Linked DNA regions of Mus musculus: region 2 is linked to region 1. The links are chromatin contacts, called in public Micro-C maps. All regions are on one chromosome and are shown on one strand. The core of a region is the stretch at or near the end of the contact, and the rest is flanking DNA. Distances in the headings are between cores, read along the strand shown.

Region 1 (3,639 bases), core at 680-3,179:
GTGCGGATGCAGAGCTTCAATCACATGTGAACTCGAGTACACACAACCCTACGGACTGACTCAGATGCCCATAAAGCCTTGTGCCGATAAACATTCAGGCACACACTGAGGAAGGATATTGTACCCAACAGCCACATGCACATATATGTGTACACACACAGAAGTCACTGAGGGAAGTTCAGCAAATAGCTCTCTCCCCCGTGTCCGGAGCACCTCCTGAACAGTCTCTGGCTTTGATTGTCCTTTGCTGGACTAGAATCGAGGCTATGGGCACAGGAGGAGGACATCAAACTGCTAGGGTGTCAGGCAAATGTTTCTCTCGTGCTCTCTGTTCACAGATGGGCAACTGAGGTGTGCAGAAAGAGAGTCGAAGGTCACACAGCTGTAGGCTGAGCTGGGGGAGCCCCACAGCTCCTGTGTCCTCGAATGTGAGACACATGCACATATATGTGTACACACACAGAAGTCACTGAGGAAAGTTCAGCAAATAGCTCTCTCCCCCGTGTCCGGAGCACCTCCGGACTGTCCTATGAAGGAAGCTACTTGCTCTGTCTCTCTAGACCTTGGTCAGGGGTGGAGTACGGGGTGGGGGGCAACAAGACCTCAAAGTCAGGCACAAAAACTGATTCAAGAATAGGTTAGGCACTTGGGATGGGACCACTAAGGGAATGAGAGGACAGAAAATCTCCCCTCTCTGAGAAATGGCTAACAGACCCTAGCCCAAGATGAGGTCGAGTTCCAGCTTTCTAGTTGTCTTCTGTTCTGAGTCTCTTTCCGCTGGGGTCCAGAGCTCTCATCCTAACCCCTTTCTTTGTCTGTCTGGCCCTCTCCACTAGTCTGTTTCTTGGTATTCACCCTCAGACCACGCACAGTACCCCCCAAAGATCAGCACACTCATGTCCCACAGCACATATCTTCTGCAAGGTGTGCTATGAGATCAGTGTCTTTTGGAAGACCTCTGTACCACACCCACCTCCCTGGGCAAACCGATTTCCACTTTGGGTAAAGCGGTCCCATTCATGCATACATCTGTGCATCTGTAGGATCCAGAGAACTGAGGAGGGCTCTAAATCCTACCCTCAAGTCTAAGTGATTTCTGACTTCTTGCACACAGCTTTGAGCACCGGGTGCAAACAAAACTTGCAAAAACGGAGCTCCCCCCGCCCCCAGCGCAGTGTGTGATACTCCACACCCAGAACCCGCTGAATCGCACAGTTACCACTGAAAAAGATACATACGACCAGAGCCATATGCTCACAGAAGCATGGTGTAGGGGAACTCCAACCACAGGTTTCCAGACCCAGGACCCCAAGCCAAGTCTTCAGAAGTGGGGAAACTTCAGGCATCTGGAACCTACGGTAAGACACCCCAAACAGAGCAGACACCAGGGTTCCTGGTTCATGGCTGGGGGGGTGGGGGCTCGGAGGTCCCATCCCAAAGTTCAGACTATAAGGAGAGCCCAAGAATTTGTGCCTACACTCGTCCCAGGAACCCCAAAGCAATTCCAGGAGTCCTGTGTTGGAGTGTGGACGGAGAGAGACTTACCAGCGCATATGCGGAGCTGAGCACTGGGCAGCAGAGAAGGAGCGCCAGGCTGGGTGCGATCCGGGCGGTCCCCATCGCCACCGCCTAGGGCCGCGTCCCTCGGGGCAGCCGCCGCCGGCCCTGGTGATGGTTGGAGGGTGCAGAGCTGCGTCAGGCCGGGCCGCCCCGCCCACGCCCCGGCCTAGGGGACCCCGGCGTCCGGGCGGCCGGAGGCCCCGGAGCCCGACGCGGGGCCCATTCGCCGAGGGCGAGCGAGAGAACGAACCGGCGCAATGGAGAGAGGGAGGGCGGAGGGAGGGAGGCAGCCTGAGGCCGGGCGGGCGGCGGGCGGGCGCCGAGCGCTGCTGAGCGGCCTGTCTGCCTCGGAGCGGAGAAATCACATCCATATGGCTGGGCCCCCCGCCCCCGGCCCGCCCCCCGCTCCCCTCCCGCGCCGCCTTTTCTTTCTTTCTTTCTCTCTGTCTTTTTTCTCCCCCCTCTTTGGGGGAACTGGGAGCCGTGGCTTCGCTCCACGCCCAGTGGGGGAGGGGCGGGGGAGGGGTCGGGGTCGCGGTCTGCGGGGGGCGACCAGGCTGTTATTTTTAGCTCCGCGGCAGTGGGCAACAGGGGAGTCGGGGCGGGGCAGGGGGCGCGTTTTGAGTTGCGCGGGGCGTGCAACTAGGGGATGCCATCCTGACTTTTGCAACCACACTGAGCCCTTCGGCGTTTCTGCCGCCAGCTCCCGGCTCTCCCGCGGCATCGTGGCCGGCTCCCCGTCTCAGTCTGGACCCCCGTGACCTTGTTGCTCACCCCCTGCACCCCATTTCCCATCTTCCGAACCCGCGCTGCGTGCGCCCGAGCGGCACGGGCGTTTCTGCTGCCCCGACGCTGAGGCTGCCTGTCTGCTTGTCAGTCGGTCCTTTGCTACCGTCCACCCACCACCCACCCTCCCCGCGCTCCCCGGCTTTGGCCTCTGCTATTCCAACGGCCCCAAGCTCGGTTTCGGTCACTCCCTCGCTCCCCCCTCCCCTCCTCTACGAAAACATTTGCAAGTTTCCAAAAAAGCCACCGAACTGAGCGGCAGCGGGGCTGGCGACTCCACAGGGCTCCGAGGAGGCGCCGCAGACTGACACGGAGACGGGGCAGCCGGGCCCGCCCTGGCCGGGCCCCGAGTCCCCTCCTGCCCGACTCCGGCCTCCCGCGCCCCGCGCGCCCGACCCCCCACCCCCATCCCCCAAGCCCCGACTTACTCCGAGCTCGCCGCCGCGGCCCCCGCCTTGCCATGAATGTCGGGGCCCCCCCGACAGCCTCCCCAAGCCAGCGCCCCGTCCGCAGCCCCGGGGGGACTTCATGGAGCTCTCGGGATCCCCCCCTGGCCTGCCTGGCCTCCAGAGCCCCCCGCCCGGCCGCTGCTCCGAGACGCCGCCCGCCTTGCGCGTCCCTCGCCTCGGCGTCTGCTGCTCCCCTCCCCCCACGGCCCGGAGCCTCTTCCCCCCCCCCTCCGCGCCCTCCCCGGGCCTCCTCCGCCCCTGCCCCCGCCACTGCCTCTCAGGCGGGTGTGTGCAGGACAGAGCCGAGCCCGCTGTCCCCCATCCCGGGACATCTCTCCAGAGACCCTGCCCCGGGTCTTTCAGCAGAAGGATAAGTGTTGCGGGGACGCAGTCTAGGGAGCTCTGACATCGGGACCTGAGAACCGTGGCTGGGACGTTGTCTCGCTTTTGCTTTATTCTTTCCTTTGGGAAAGCACAGACCACCCACCCACTACCCCGATCTTCCGGCCCTTGCTGATGAGCGGGCGGCCACACGAGAGGAGCCACTGGGGAAGCCTCCTGGTATTTCTCGCGCCGTGGGCCGCGGCGCTGCCCGTGTACCCATGGGGTTCCTGGTCTGGCTATGTGGGGACCCTGGGGAAGCTGCTCCGCCTCCAGCTAGAACCAGGCTATGCAGCCAACGCCCTCGAGTCCTGCCCCGCCCTAGACTGGTCCTTCATCCCCTGTCCCACTCCTAGTCCTGGGGTCTAGCGGATCGGAGACTCTGGTGGTGCTCCTTGGTCTGGACCTTCGTTGGACTCCCGGTTTAGAGGGGTTCCTTTTCCATTCCAGGTATTTTAAGATG
Region 2 (3,639 bases), core at 605-3,104, 570 kb after region 1:
TATGAGTTCAAGGTCAGCCTGATATAATCACACACACACACACACACACACACACACACACACACACACACACACACTGGCCTAGGCTACATAGTGAGACCCTGCCTCACACAGACAGACAGACAAGAGAAGAAAAAAATAAAAATGTCAGCCACGACGATGATTTGGAAATTAAGGAACTATGTCACAAAGGCAATTCTGGAAGTCCAATATCTGAATGATAGGGCTATCCAAGAAGAAAAAATACTGAAAATGGAGAAGAAACAAGTTAATTGGGGAACTTGACAGCTAAGAATGAAATAATACACCCAGCAGCCAGTGGACTGGACTGGACAACTGGGCCAGCATCTCTGCCAAGCACTGTGCAGCTTCAAAACATCAAGAGAAAAGGAAATTTCTTTAGGTTTCCAGAATAAAGGAAAACAAACAATAAAAGAGGTCAATAACAGAATGTTTCTAGCAGTTTCAACAATTCTCAAAGCTACAAGTCACTGGAGTGAATGATTTCTGAGCCTGAATTTTATACCCAGATAAACTAGAATACCAAATATAAAGGTCTTTTGGTACGCAGCCTCAAAGTATTTACCAGATAGGGATAGTGTATGAAACTGGGAAGAAGTATTCCAAGTAGCAACCAAACACGTTTACAGACATGAACAGAGCAATTAAATAAGCATGGAAAGACTCAAAGGGTTGTTAGATAGGAGGGCAGCAGGGGATTGCTTTTTTTTTTTTTTAACAGCACCAACACCTCATTTTGATAATAGTTGAAGTGATTTTGAAAAGCAAGATCTACTTATGTGATGATTTTGAAGAGTATAGTCCACATTAGAGGTCAATGCTATGGAAATGGACAGAAAAGCACAGATGCACATTTTATTCTTGTACTGCCTCCACAATCTCTTGCCTTATTCTGACATAAGAAACCCACTAGCCTTACTCTGACGTAGGAAACCCACTAGGCCTTTTGGAAGTGGAAATGATGAGGCTGTGGTGGTGGTGGTGGTGCTGTTGCTGGTGGTGTACCAAACATGTTAGAGCTGAGAAGGTTTTATAAAATCTCTTTAAAATGAAAGGTCTAGCAATGTCTCATGACAGCAAGCCTTTCAAATTCTACTACTTGATACAATGTCTTGGAAAGCTTTAAAAATTGCACCCTGGAGATATATGCCATAAGAAATCAGAAGCAAAGGCATCCACCAGCGTTTTAAAAATCCCACCAGGGTGGGGGTATGACTGGAGTTCAAGCGTTTGTGGGAGCACTGTGTCCGGGACCCTAGGCTAACACTGAGGAGCCTAAAGGCTCAGCCCTAGGCAGTGGGGTGCCACCCAAGGGTTTTGAGGGGGAATGGCGCCTCACATTTGTGTGTGTGCGTGAGTGCGTGTGTGGTGGCATGGGGGTCGAATTGAGAGAAGGCCAGAAGGAGGCTGCTGGTCAGGGCTGACTGGTTCCGACTCCCCTGGAGGAGCTGGGAAGGACCGCGGTGTTCCTGGCCTCGTCCCTCCGCCTCCCCCGGCCGGCTCCTGTCTTCCGCTGTTCGACGCGCCCTGGGCTCTGGCCCAGGAGGCCCATGAGCCACCAGGAGGCAGCGTGCCAGCGGCCGCGCCCTCTGATTGGGTCCCGGGCCCCTGGAGGGTGGGAACGTGACTCCTGTCCCCTCAGTCGCGAGGACCACCCGGCGGGGGGCGAGCACGCATCCCGGCTCAGGAGAGCTTCGGAGCCACCTCGCCTCACCCTCACGACTTCGCGGCCCTTCTGCCAGGCGCCTGGACGGTTCCCGCCCGCGTGACAGGAACTCGGCAAATGACGGAGGCGACGAGCGTCGCGCTGCTCGGAGCTTCGCTGCCCGGTCTGCTCCCGACCTCCAGGAACGGCGCGTCGGGCGCGCGGTGAGTGCGACGTCGGCGTCTGAGGGGACGACCCGAGGGGAGCGCGCCGCCGCGAGCTCGCCGAGCCATGGCTTCCACGACCGCGGGCCGCCGCTGGCCTCCGAGGAGACGCAGCTCGAGACGGGGCCCCACGCCGCGGTCCCGCGCGCCCGGCGCGAAGCTTTCGGCCCCGGAGGCCGGGCCGCCACGCCGCGGGCCTCTCCCGCGCGGCGGTGCGGGACGCGACACTCTCCTCGGAGCAAAGGCGACACCTTCGTCTCCCGCCGCGAGGCGATACGTGACGGCTCTCGGGCCCCCGCAGCCGCGTGGGAGCACGGACTCGGCCTGCGCGGCGCTCCCGCAGCCGGTCCCGCACGAGCCGCGGGAAGCAGCTTTCCGCCTGGCCCCGGCCTCGGAACGCGGGGCCTCGGTGTCACCTGCGCGCATCCCGAGGCGGCGGCGGCGAGTCCCGGCCATGTGGGACCCGCGCGCGGCAAGGTGCGTAGCTGGCGGGGGTTGGGGGGGGGGCGTCTGGGGCTTTGCGGGCCCCGAGTCCCCGAGGCCCCGCGGGGTTGTCTGCCCTCCCCCCTTCTCCCTCCCTCGACCGCGGCCTGGCGCGGGAAGGCGCGCGGGGCGACACGGCCCGGGCGGGCAGCGGTGCCCGGCGGAGCTTTCCCTGCGGGGACCCCCACCCCCATCCTCCCCCACCCCCCGGAGGGGCCTCCGGGCCACACCGCGGCGGACGCGCCTCGCCGCACAGCTTGGCTCGAGGTGTGCGGAGCCGCGCGGGGATGACGGCGCGGCATCGGCGGGGAGCGCGGGGCGCGGGCTGCCCCCTGGAGGGGGAGGCCTCGGTCCTCCATCCCTGCGGCCTCCGCGGCCCACCCTCCGCCGCCGACCCGAGTCGCGGGGCGGTTTGCTCAGGAGCGCGGGTTCAGCCTGCTGCTCGGCCCGGCTCAGCCCGGTTCGTCCTCGGGCCCCCAACCCCCGCACTCTTGCACTCGCGGGCTCTGCGCACTTGTAACCCGCCGCGGAGGGCTCGCGGGCCCCGCTGGGGGGGACTCTGCTCTCTGCTGGGGGCGTTTCACCGAGGCAGGCAAGAGAGAGGCTGCCTGGGGATAGTTCTTAGGGAGATGTGCAACTTGGAAAAAAAGAAAAAGCAAAATTTAGAAAGGAGGGCAAGGGAGTCCGTGAGCTCTGCAGCCTGGGGACCCGCTTCAGCTCAGTTAGCACTGTCGCAATCACTGCATCTTTAGCTAGAGAGGATGAGTGGAAAGCCAGAGGCTCTGCGGTCCCTTACACCCGGATTTATCCCCAGCTACCCAGTGTTCAGCTTTTCCCGTGCAAGGCACCTTTTTGATTTTGAGGAAAGGCTATTACACTGCTGGCATCTACAACCTCTTTGGTGCTTTCTAGAAAGTACCTTCTTGTAGAGGGAGCAGGAATATTTAAAACTGTTTTTCTATCGGGGCTCTTTTGTAGGATTGCAGGGCGAATTCCGTCCCCCCCCCTTTTTGTATCTTAAAAAAATTGTTTAAGAAAATCTCTACAAAATAAAGGGTTTCACGATGACATGACTATTACTGTACTTTGTACTTGCCTCCCCCTTGGTTGTCTCTGCTCCCTTCAAACTGTCCCCCGTGTTTCACATCATTCATAGGTACAGAAATCTAGATTCTACATATGAGAAAATAGTTCATTTCAGTATTTCATGAAATTTTAGTGTACACAGTGGGCGGGCTTAAGAGTGTTTCATACAAATACGTCATT

What was found. Hi-C and Micro-C count contacts between places; a contact is called where the count stands out from the background.
Region 2: a contact with region 1 is called in a Micro-C map of embryonic stem cells, with 5 times the contacts expected there. The contact joins the promoter of Trank1 here to the promoter of Pth1r in region 1. A contact is called at or near these places in 3 of 39 promoter capture datasets (all in embryonic stem cells), 7 of 484 Hi-C or Micro-C datasets (all in embryonic stem cells), 1 of 115 datasets of contacts at active chromatin or transcription factors (embryonic stem cells) and 1 of 9 other capture datasets (liver).

What each region holds. Positions count from the first base shown.
Region 1 is chr9:110,740,681-110,744,319 of GRCm38.p6, forward strand. It overlaps Pth1r (parathyroid hormone 1 receptor), which reads right to left and starts at 1,930. Exons shown (of 14, transcript NM_001083936.1): 1 at 1,546-1,930. The coding sequence starts at 1,620. Gm35775 (a long non-coding RNA gene) reads right to left here and starts at 1,122. Exons shown (of 2, transcript XR_379891.3): 1 at 1-1,122.
Region 2 is chr9:111,309,885-111,313,523 of GRCm38.p6, forward strand. Trank1 (tetratricopeptide repeat and ankyrin repeat containing 1) reads left to right here and starts at 1,855. Exons shown (of 22, transcript NM_001164659.1): 1 at 1,855-2,367. The coding sequence starts at 1,958.